Regions from separate parts of the Mus musculus genome. Here all the other regions are linked to region 2. A link is a contact called in public promoter capture Hi-C data. All regions are on one chromosome and are shown on one strand. Each heading gives the region's core, a stretch centred on a gene start, on an enhancer-like site or on the middle of the called end of the contact. The rest is flanking DNA. Distances are from core to core; before and after follow the strand shown.

Region 1 (3,865 bases), core at 89-2,588, 370 kb after region 2:
GTGTTTGGTGACTCTGGCACTGTGAAGAGCACTTGGCAGTTTGGTTGTGGAGTATTTTTCAGATTAAGTTCCTTCCTCAGATGTTTTCTCATAATTAGATGGACATCTTGCACTTTGAGCTGGAATATATCAACAATGACACGTTTACTTTAAAAAGTTCCTGTTTATTGTGGTGCAATACATACTGCATAAAACTTACCATTTATGCAGTTGTACTTATCATTAAAGCAATCCAAAGACACTAGTACGTTCATGAAGTATACCTACTACAGAATCCACGGCGTTGTGTTCTCACTAGTTCCAGATGTTTTCATCACCCCAAAAGGAACCCCCAGGCTTGATAGTGTAGTCAATACCTAGTACTTCATACAACCGCAGGCATCCATCACCTGTATTTTCTCTATAGATTTGCTTGTTCTGGGCATTTCACATTAATACAATCATACAATATGTGGCCTCTTGTGTTTGGTTTCTTTTACCCAGTGTGTTTCAGAGGTTGTAGCAAGTGTACTTCATTTTTATAGTCGAATAATATTCGGTTGTATAGATAGTCTATATTTTACCTTCCTATTCCTGAATTCCACAGTGACTGTGGATGCCTGGGATGGGCCCCGAGAGCTGTGGGAAGGAAGGGTCAGTTAGTCCCCTGTGGTTGCAGAAAAACACTGTACGGTGTGGCAGCCAGGGTGCGACCAGAGAATATAGAATTGTGTTTATTCAGGCCAGAGTTTACACAGACCAATGTAGAACTTATTAATGGGAAGCTGATTTCTTTGAACGTTTTCCTTGTGGAGAGGGAAAAACAGTTGTTCATGTGAAGAATGAAAGATCTTCAAAGTCGGGAAGATAACTTCCCCAGGGGGTTGGCAAAGGTGGTCCTCAGTGGTGCTCGACTTTAGAAGCTATCAGAAGTGGCTTGGCTGGTGATGATCATTTCCATCCCCCAGCAAGTTCAGAGGGGCCTAGCACCACTGGGAACACTCCTACATTGCTGGCAGAATGGGAGGGAGGTCACAATCGAGCAAAGCCAGGGACTGAAAACTTCGATGTATCCAAAAGGTAAACTGCGCTTAGATGCTTCCTGTGCGGACTTGGGGGCCAGGCTGCGGGGCAAGTAGTCAAAGGCAGCCAAGGCCTCGGAAGAAGGCGGAGGCCTGGTGCCCACAGCAGGCGGCCCAGGCTCGGAGCAGCCCAGGGCGGAGGGCGGCGCCCAGAGCGCGTCCGCCCGGCCCCGCCCCGCTGCAGCCCCGAGCCGGGCGCGCGCTCCTAGGCGGGGTGGCGCGCTGCTGGTGCGCGTGTCCCGGACCCGGCGGTGACGTGCGCGGGCCGCGCGTGCGCGCTGCGGCAGAGGAGAGGGGCGGCGCGGGCGCGCGTCTGTCAGTGACAGCGGGAGGGGGAGGAGGAGGGGGCCGGAGATGGTGGTGGCGGCGGCTGCGGCTGCTACTCTTCCGACCTGAGGCAGCGGCTGCGGGAGAGCGGGCGGCGGGCGCAGCCGCAGCGGCATCTGTAGCTCAGGCAGGGCCCCTGGGGCGTGGGCGCGGCGTGCGGACGACCGGCGTGCTGGCCAGCCGGCGTCGCGGGAGTCAGGCTCTGCGGCAGCCCGCACGGCGGTCTGTGGAGGGGCCCGCGCAGTGCCCCGAGCTCGGCTCTGGGCCGGGGTGCGTTCGGCTGCGGGCAGCAGGCCCTGCTAGACCGGCCGCTCGGACGGGCGGCCCTCGGGCTCCTCAAGCTCGCGAGCAGGGGCGCGGGGCAGGGTAGCCCGCTGGTGCTTAGCCGCAAGGGGACGGAACGCGGCAGGAGCCGCAGGTTGGCCCGCGCGCTTTGACGCACCGGGCGCTGCTGCGGCAGGATGAAGCGCTGCTCGCCTCCCGAGTTGTTTTTGCGAAAGCTGCTCCCGGTGCCCCGAGCGCTCAAGGTCTGAACTTCCCTCTGGAGCTGCAGTTGGAGTTGCACGGGGAGAGGCCACCAGCGGGCGACGGCGCCCGAGGGGAGCGCAGCGCAGCGCTGCCGGGGACCCAAGACTCAGCGCGGCCGCGGCACGAGAACCCTGGGAGCACCAGGTACGGCCCGTGCGGTTCTCGCTCGCCTTGGCGCTTTTATGCGCCGTTATGGGCAGTTTTGGTGAACATATGGTGGTGCCTTCCCAAGTGGCTCGCCAGAGCTCGCACTCGCGACAAGCACAGGTCGCGTGGCCCTCCGGGAGTGTGTGTAGTCAGGCCGCTCTAATTCTGCTGGTTTTGCCTGCAGGTGCCCCTGACCTGGTCGGGAAAGGTTCCAAGAGCTCGGCAACATGGCTTCCTCACCCCACCAGCAGCTGCTGCATCACCATAGCACCGAGGTGAGCTGCGACTCAAGCGGAGACAGCAACAGCGTGAGGGTCAAGATCAACCCTAAGCAGCTGTCCTCCAACACCCACCCGAAGCACTGCAAGTACAGCATCTCCTCCAGCTGTAGCAGCTCGGGAGACTCAGGGGGCCTTCCCCGGAGGGTTGGCGGCGGGGGTCGCCTGCGCAGACAGAAGAAGCTGCCCCAGCTTTTTGAGAGGGCCTCCAGCCGGTGGTGGGACCCCAAATTCGACTCCATGAACCTGGAGGAGGCCTGCCTGGAGCGCTGCTTTCCGCAGACCCAGCGCCGCTTCCGGTACGCACTCTTTTATGTGGGCTTCGCCTGCCTTCTCTGGAGCATCTATTTCGCTGTCCACATGAAATCCAAAGTGATTGTCATGGTGGTCCCAGCTCTGTGCTTCCTGGTGGTGTGTGTGGGCTTTTTCCTGTTTACTTTCACCAAGCTGTACGCCCGGCATTATGCGTGGACCTCGCTGGCTCTCACCCTGCTGGTGTTCGCCCTGACCCTGGCTGCGCAGTTTCAGGTTTGGACACCTCTGTCAGGACGTGTTGACAGCTCCAATCATACTCTCACGGCCACTCCGGCGGACACTTGCTTATCTCAAGTAGGAAGCTTCTCCATATGCATCGAAGTGCTCCTTTTGCTCTACACAGTCATGCAGTTACCTCTGTACCTGAGCTTGTTTTTGGGGGTGGTCTATTCTGTCCTTTTTGAGACCTTCGGCTACCACTTCCGAAACGAAGACTGCTACCCTTCTCCGGGCCCTGGGGCCCTGCACTGGGAGCTGCTGAGCAGAGCCCTGCTTCACGTGTGCATTCACGCTATCGGGATCCATCTGTTTGTCATGTCTCAGGTGAGGTCCAGGAGCACCTTTCTCAAGGTGGGACAATCCATTATGCACGGCAAAGATCTGGAAGTAGAGAAAGCCCTGAAAGAGAGGATGATTCATTCAGTGATGCCAAGAATCATAGCCGACGACTTAATGAAACAAGGGGACGAGGAGAGTGAGAATTCCGTCAAGAGGCATGCCACCTCCAGTCCCAAGAACAGGAAGAAGAAGTCCTCCATACAGAAGGCACCGATAGCATTCCGCCCCTTTAAGATGCAGCAGATTGAAGAAGTCAGTATTTTATTTGCAGACATTGTGGGTTTCACCAAGATGAGCGCCAACAAATCTGCGCATGCCTTGGTAGGCCTACTCAATGACCTGTTCGGTCGCTTTGACCGCCTGTGTGAGCAGACCAAGTGTGAGAAGATCAGCACTCTGGGGGACTGTTATTACTGTGTGGCAGGGTGTCCGGAGCCCCGGGCAGACCATGCCTACTGCTGCATTGAAATGGGCTTAGGCATGATAAAAGCCATCGAGCAGTTCTGCCAGGAGAAGAAAGAGATGGTGAACATGCGTGTTGGGGTTCACACGGGGACTGTCCTGTGTGGCATCCTGGGCATGAGGAGGTTTAAATTTGATGTGTGGTCCAACGATGTGAACTTGGCTAATCTCATGGAGCAGCTGGGAGTG
Region 2 (3,930 bases), core at 423-2,922:
CACTGATGATTACTGGTAATTCCAAGTTAATCATTAACGGGTATAATTCACACAAAGGACATCAAATCTAGTTTTACTTAGAAACACTAGATGGCACTTCAACTCTACCCTTAGGGCCATTTTAAACAACAAAACCACTAACACTATACATGCAATATTTTGTTAACAGGTTGCTCTTAATTAACCTCAGTTAACAATGCACAGGATCCATATGTCCATGAATAAACGTGAAAATACAAGTATTGATTTTGGAATAATATGTTACTGGTCAGATGAAATGTGCAGTACAAAACCCGTGACCAATGAAACTCAGTTGTAGTTCTAATGCTTAAAACTCCTCAAATTGTGATGTCTCCCTGCCTGTAATCCCAGCACTTGACAGACTGAGCGGTAGGAGGATGGTTGTGAGCCTGAAAGACTCAGAGGAACACCCTGCCTAAACATACAAAAGGATCCGTGAGATGGCTCATGGGTCTTTGCCATTTTGGAAGACCTGAGTGAGAACCAAAGCCCACATGCTGGAAGGAGGCCTGACTCCTGAAAGTTGCCCTTTGACATACATGCGTGCCTCACACACACACAAATACAAAAGAAAAAGAAGAGAGCTTTAGTTTCCATGTGCAATAAATCCAAACTTCATTGATGACCTTGGTGCTGTCTTCCAGTCTTCACCTTGCTGGCCAAAGTGCCTTTCAAAAGTTCATCTATACCAGTCTTCTTTCTTTTCTTTCTTTTTTTTTTTGTTTTTGTTTTTTTTTGTTGTTGTTGTTGTTTGTTTTTTGGAGACAGAGTTCTCTGTATAGCCCTGGCTGTCCTGGAACTCACTCTGTAGACCAGGCTGGCCTCGAACTAAGAAACCTGCCTGCCTCTGCCTCCCGAGGGCTGGGATTAAAGGCGTGCGCCACGACTGCCAGTCTCTTTCTTTACTTCACACCTCATCCCAACATAGCCTTTCCTACCTTCCCTACTCAGAGGCAACACTCTAATTCTGTTGGGACATCCTGTTGCTTTCCTTTGAGATGCTGGTCATTTTGTGGCTTATTTGTGTATTGTCTGTCAGAGTGGAATCTGTGTGAGGGCAGGGACAGCTGGTGTGGTTCACAGCTTCATGAAAGCCCAGGCAGCTTAGGGCAAGGGTGGTAGCTCTCCCTCAACTCTTGGGGTGCGCAGCACGCCTGGCTGGCTGGCCTGAGGGAGCGCTAGCACCACCATCTTTCTTTCGAGCCTTTCCCCCCCCCATCATAAAGGCCTGGGGAACTACCACTCGTTCGTCTCCCACCCGCAACGGGCCTCCACTGACGTCATCCAAGCTCATTGCGTGAGGCGCGAAGCCCCGCCCTAAGGCGAGAGGCCAGGAGGTTGGGCCTTTCTCCACAGCCTTGCGGTTCCCTCTGGACAGCTACGGGGCTGAGGCAGCCTTTCCTGCGGCAGCGCTTGGCCGGTGAGGGGCTGGAACTGACGGTGAGTCACCTCTGAGACTTCCAAGCGGCTTCCGAAGGGACCCCTCTCACACGCCGAGGCGGGGGCTAGGCTTCGAAACCCTCCGCCCGCGTGACCTAGCCCGCCGAGCTCCGCCCTCACCCGCCGCGCGGTGGGTGCCGGGAGCTGTAGGCTCCCGCCTCAGGGAATGCTGCGGGTGCGCCGAAAGACTACAAATTCCAGGGTCCTCTCGGTGCGGGGGCGGTGAGTGCTGCGAGTCCTCTGGTAGAGGGGCTCCTCGGAGCAGCGGGCCGGACCACTGCAGATCTCTGTCCCTCTGGCCTCAGGCTTCTGGATTTCGAGGTAAACGGGCCTGGGTTGTCGTGGTGGAGTCCGTTCCCTCCGAAACGCCACGCAAAATCAGGGCAGTTGATTTCGGCGTGGCTGCAGCTGCGGGGCTGCGAGGGCTAGCATTCCAGGGCCCCGAGCGAACTGGGCCTGCAGACAGGGGATATCAGCCAGAGAAGGGCCAGCCCACTCGGGTGATTATCACGCCTTTCTACTTTTCTGTAAGCGACGGCTGTACGAGCCATTTTCCTCGGGGTATGGAGGGTTGAGGAACGGCGATCGGTCGGGGAGGATCCCTGAGGTAAGCCTCAGAGACCCGCGGGTGACCTTGGCGGTCCTGGAGGAGGCCGTCTCGCCCTCTTTCCCCCGCCGGTTTGCAGGTCTAGACTTGGCTCTACGTGGCGCTCCGGCAGGACGTTAGGAAGGCGAGGGGCTGGCGAAGCCCCAAGCCATCCAGGACCTTGGAGAAGGTGGGTCTCCTGGGACCTCTCAACAGGTGTCAAGGAAGATGGAGTGATCAGGATAGGATCCTCTGTATCAGAAAGACCTGGACTTTCCCCATTCCCCAGGATCTGATTTGAGTATTTATGGGGTAAGGCCCAGAAATCTGCATTTAGTAAGCTCTCCAGAAATTCTCATGCACACTTGGAACTGAGAATCTGTGTCTTGGGAGTAAGGATCAGGGACTTTGGGGAGAGGGCATGCAGTAGTTTTTATATCAGTTTTGTAGTGTACTCCAAACAGGGCATTTTCTGGGCAAATAGGACTGCTCTTTCTGGTCCTTAGCTTGTTGGTGCTGACCAGAGTTGGGTGGGAAGAAAGAGGTGAACATGTCTGCTCTTCTTGCTCTCTGCTCATAATAAGAAAGATATTTTTGGTCACTCACTATCTCAAAGACCTCCTCTACCTTGACATTAGTTAGGAAAAATTCAAAGCATACAAAAACCGTTGAACTTTACAGTGCACACCTATGGACTACCACCTAGAATGTACAATTAATATCTTTATTGGGTACTTATCCTTCAGTCTTTTATTTTCATGCCAAAGTACATGCAGATAATAGTATATTTCCATTCCTAGTAAAGCTTACATATTATTAACTAGACTTAGAAATCTTGTTGCTTATTGATTTTTTTTTTCCCCTTGGCTATTTGAAAATCAGTCTGCCTCCCAGTCCTGACGATCCAAAGGGTTTTGGAGGGTTTCTATAGGATGTGTTTTTAGAACCAGGAAAGACCTTTACATGGATGTTGAGAAGGTAGCTGACCAGAAGAAAGAGGGAATGTGTAAAGAACACTTCAGGGGACAAAACTGTTTTGAGAGAGAGAAAATGGAATGTGTCCCAGAGGCCTGGTTGTCCCAGCAGATTATGCTGGCAATAATTAAAGTGAGTTGTCTGCTTGTTCAGTCCTTGGCCTTGTTCTCTTGGCTCTTTTGTATGTTTCAAGCTTGCCCATTTTGAACCTACTGGTGCCATGGATGTTTTTTAAGCTTTAGAACAGGGTTGAAGTGCACAGTTGGTGACCTCATAGTTACAGCTTTGAGTCCCACAGGCCTTTGTAATTGGCTCCATAGCTATGAACACCAGTCTGTCACACACTCTCTTCATTTGAAAGGGAGAAGAGACTGGCTCTGTGAAACTCTCTGTCTTGTAAGTAAAAGATCTTCTAGTGAGACATAGCATGTATGGAGTTCTCCAGAGTTCTTGGTCTTTCCTGGGGTGGGTGTTGGAAGTGTGGATGAGAGGTTTCTTGTCCTGTGAGAGAACTTAGAAGTAGATTGTACACAATAGAAATGGACTCATTTCTGGGAGGCACTGTGTCTTGTAGGAGAGGCTGCAGGGTAGGTATCCCACTACAGAGGCTATAGCTCTATGCCCTCAGCCTGTCTTACAACTACCTCCCCTCCCAGAACTACCACCCACACAGTTCTGAGCCTGTGGCCCCTTACACCTACCTGATGCCTCTTTTTTGAGTCATCAGACAACTTTGGTGATAATAGGGTCCTGGGACAAGTATTCCTAGACTTTAGATGGCAGATCACAATGAAGGCTCCTGAGATGGCAGACCACACTGAAGGCTCCTCTTTGTAACTCTGAAGCTTTAGGACAAGCCATTGCCCTTCCCAGACCTCATGTGCTACATTTAAGTGAAGAACAGCACC
Region 3 (3,687 bases), core at 569-3,068, 310 kb after region 2:
ACTCCTCTCTCAGCAGTGCTCCTACATGGGGGGTTGCTTCCTGGAGAAGATTGAACGAGCCATCACCCAGGAGCTCCCCAGCCTTCTGGGTAGCATTGGGCTTGGGAAGAATCCAGGTGCTCCTAACTGTGATAAAACAGGCTGTGGTGAGACCCCAAAGAATCGCTACAAGAAGCACTAGTTTCTGTGTAGCTATTCTTGGGTCCCCACTGGTGAATAAGCTTGTGTCCTAACTGTCTCAGAAGTCCTGGCTTGTTAACCCTTTGAGCCATACTGGTGACAATCAGTCTGCATTGGAGATTTGGGAGTTCATTGAGGCTGGTGAATCAGGGAAGGTTCTAGGGAGGAGAGTGGTAACTGTGAATTATAGTGTGCTTGTCATATTGCTTCAGTTAGAAGGCCTTGACACAGGCCAAGCCAGTCTACAAGGCTTCCTTTGCTTTTTCTGGGTCCTGTCTTAGAGAGACAGAGAGCAGCTAAATTCTAATGAATAATAAGATAACGAGGGTCAAATAAGCTAAACTCAGTGGAAAATTCCTGAGTAATAGAGGGTTCTCAGGTCTGTGTCAACTCCTCACACATACATCTTCTGTTTGATCCCTGTCCCTCCTTGGCTCCCTCCTAAGCTTGGGTTGATTTTCAGAAGTGGACAGACTCTTGAGTCTAATCTTCATAAATTTTGAGCCCAACCTTGGAATCTTCTCCATGTTTTCCCAAGGGGTGGGGCATCCAGAAAACTAAAACATGAGTTTTCAAATTAGGATGTTGATCTGCCACCCCAAGTATAATTTCATTGATGTCCCAGTTGGAGAGCTTAGATACTTAGTTGTCCCTAAAAGGAGAGTGAGCGGGTGATGTACTCAGGTACTTTCCCTCCTTATGTGACTTACATGAAGGTCCTGGAAGCACTCCCGGGGTTAATTGGTTTGCGGTGTATCTTTGTATGTTGCATGTCTTTGAAAGCTCAGATCACAGAGGTGTTGGGTTTCAGAGAGGACAATGGAGACCTTGCTCCTAGTCCTTGGAGGCTTCTCTGGACAGACATTCTCCCAAGTTTCAGGGGAAGCTGTGTCCACAGCTTCTTTGTGGGAGCACTTGATAGAGGACATGTCTCTTCTGGTTCCCAGAACCATGGTTTCTCTTTTCCTTTCTTCTCCATTCCCTGATGCATTAATACTTCCAACTGAGAAAAAGTCCCTGAATCAGAACCAGTACCAGCCTTGGCATTGGCACTGGTGCCAGATAAGACCTGAGGTTCAGGTTCAACCTGAACTTCTGCAGATGCCCACTGAATGCAGTCAGGACAGCCAGGACCTTCAAACACCAGTGAATGTGCACTTGAGGGCGTCAGACTTGAGGGCACAGAGAGAGGACTCCAGAGAGTCTTGCATGGCACACATACATTGCCACCTTGAAGTGCAGGGGAGTGAGAGGCTCTGGGAGGATGAAGAGATTTTTGATGGAGCGGGCAAGGTGAAGTTCAGCCTGCCTTGAGGGCTTTCTCTGAGCACAGCCAGCTGCTTTTTTGGGAGCAAGCTCTCCCGGGGGCCTTAGTTGTGAGGCATGGGTTGGGATCCGCCAGCACCAGGGTGTCATCTAGAACAGAAGGAAAGTAGGTTGGAGAGCTGAGCCAGTCATTCCTCCTAAGGATCAAGTAGGTAGCATAAGCAGTAATCAATGGAGACTACATAGAGAACTTCAATTTAGGAGTTTGTGTTTCTCTGAATTCCTGGCAGTCTGGTGCCCCCTCCTAAGGGAGGCTACTGCTCTGGCTCAATGTAGGGCCCAGGATCTGCCACAAATCAAAAGCCCCAGAGCTGCCAGGACACCGTTTCCAAGGAGTGAGTTTCTCCCGTCACAGTTATTCATGGCTAGGGCAGATGAGCTGCAATCTGTCTTGGATTTTTCTTCCCAAACTCCTCCCCTCTTCTCTCTATCATGTGCTCTCTGGAGAGACTGTCTTTCCCACCCTTCTCCTTCATGCCCCTCATGCCTGTGGGTTTTGTGTGGCAAATGTTTTTGCAGAAACCAGGGAAAAGGTTGAACTGTACGGACCTTGTCCTGGCTGTCAGTGCCTGCATGCTTGGAGGAAAGCAGATGACGTAAGGCCAATTAATTCTTACAGGATTTGCATTTGGGGGAAGACACCTTACCAGTAGTATCCTCCTTTTGGATTTTTCTCCATCTATTTCTTCTCTGTCTCCATTTTGCTCCTCTCCTGCCCACAGGCCACTGACTGTCAGTACAGGTTTTTAGCACGTATCCTTTGCCCAGCTCTGCAGAGATGGATTCTGAGCAAGTTCTGACTATGGGCGTTTCATCCCAGGAGAAGCATGGGATTCAGAGATGTCTGTGCCTGAACAGTGGCTGACCTTTCCAGTGTTCTTTCCATTCTGGTTTCATCAGGGAGAACGTCTCAATAAAGTTCCAATCTCTCTTCAACGCCTTGGCCTTCTTGATTGTCTCCAGCCAAGTGAATTTCTTAGTTTCCTTTCATCAAGTAGAGTATTCTCTCTCTCTCTCTCTCTCTCTCTCTCTCTCTCTCTCTCTCTCTCTCTCTCTCTCTCTCTCTCTCCCTCCCTCCCTCCCTCCCTCTCTTTCTCTCTCTCTCTCTTTCTTTCTTTCATTTTTTTAAAAAGACGTATTTATTTTATGAACATGGGTGCTCTGTCGGCATGTATACCTGCATTCCAGAAGAGGGCATCAGAACCCATTATAGATGGTTGTGAGCCACCATGTGGTTGCTGAGAATTGAACTTAAGATCTCTGTATTCCCCAGATCCTTCAGAGAAGCAGCACAGATAGTGATACCAGTTGGTTTATGCCCTTTATTATACAGCTATCTCATGATCTCTGTGGCTATTGTGGAGTAAGATCTGTTGGGATGGTAAGGATGGCCACCTTCCTCTGGCTAGCCCAGAAAGTCTCCATCCCTCTATTTGAATGGGCATGTGTATTTTGAACATGTCTTAACTCCCTGAGCCAGTATCCAACCTACCACATTTTATAGTTTCTGGTGAAGTAATCCCTTAATTTGGAAGTTTTCTGTTCTGGGATCCTCCCAAGAGGTTTTATAAGCTGGTTTAAGAGCTAGTTTGAAAGGGAAAGATGTGGGCCCTGGGGAAGAGGTAGATGGTTAGAAAGAACCCACAAGGGAGATCAGGACCCATAAGTCTAGGCCACACCCACATAGTTATCCCTGGAAGGGTGCCAGTCAGTGGCTGAGATCAATGGGCTCTCTGGCTTAGGAGCAGTTGATGCTAGGGCTGGACAAGTTGGCCATGTTCTCCCATGCTCACCTTATGTAGGTCTGCTTTGAACAATTGAACAACCTGACCTGCTTACCTGCTGCAACCTGGCCTCTCTCTCTCTTGCCTAGACCAGAAATACAGAGCATTGTCCTGGAATATGGAAGGCAAGCAACAAGGTCTTTTTCAAAGAGAAATACATGTAATAGGCTAAATTCTCCCTCAAATTTGTTCTTTTCACAACTCAGGGTTGCCATTATGGGAGTTGAGAAAGGAACAGGAAGTGAAGAAGGCAGAACCGTAGGGCATTCTAAACATAGTCAGGAAGTGTGAGGGATGGAGGTGAAAAAAAGTTGTAAGGACATATATACATGTTATCTAGTGTGGTTACACATACATATATGCATATATATGTGCACACACATGCACACACCCGGGA

The links. Promoter capture Hi-C pulls out the DNA fragments that hold promoters and counts their contacts.
Region 1: a contact with region 2 is called in a promoter capture Hi-C map of cranial neural crest. The contact joins the promoter of Adcy9 here to the promoter of Cdip1 in region 2. A contact is called at or near these places in 1 of 39 promoter capture datasets (cranial neural crest) and 1 of 9 other capture datasets (adipose tissue).
Region 3: a contact with region 2 is called in a promoter capture Hi-C map of hippocampal neurons, with 4 times the contacts expected there. The contact joins the enhancer-like site here to the promoter of Cdip1 in region 2. A contact is called at or near these places in 8 of 39 promoter capture datasets (the 3T3-L1 cell line, the C10 cell line, the HPC-7 cell line and 3 more), 11 of 484 Hi-C or Micro-C datasets (B cells, CD4 T cells, CD8 T cells and 7 more), 2 of 115 datasets of contacts at active chromatin or transcription factors (pancreatic cancer cells and regulatory T cells) and 2 of 9 other capture datasets (adipose tissue and liver).

The regions. Positions count from the first base shown.
Region 1 is chr16:4,417,971-4,421,835 of GRCm38.p6, reverse strand. It overlaps Adcy9 (adenylate cyclase 9), which reads left to right and starts at 1,338. Exons shown (of 11, transcript NM_009624.3): 1 at 1,338-2,060; 2 at 2,248-3,865. The coding sequence starts at 2,291.
Region 2 is chr16:4,787,683-4,791,612 of GRCm38.p6, reverse strand. Cdip1 (cell death inducing Trp53 target 1) reads left to right here and starts at 1,672. Exons shown (of 6, transcript NM_025670.5): 1 at 1,672-1,782.
Region 3 is chr16:4,478,967-4,482,653 of GRCm38.p6, reverse strand. It overlaps Srl (sarcalumenin), which reads left to right. Exons shown (of 7, transcript NM_175347.6): 7 at 1-2,442. The coding sequence ends at 181. Among named protein-coding and RNA genes, the nearest start is that of Srl, 42 kb to the left of the region's middle. Within about 2 kb of position 1,818, at least 12 of the 459 cell types and tissues checked have an H3K27ac peak or open chromatin away from gene starts, as enhancers often do. A contact at or near this core is called in hippocampal neurons, where this site is marked.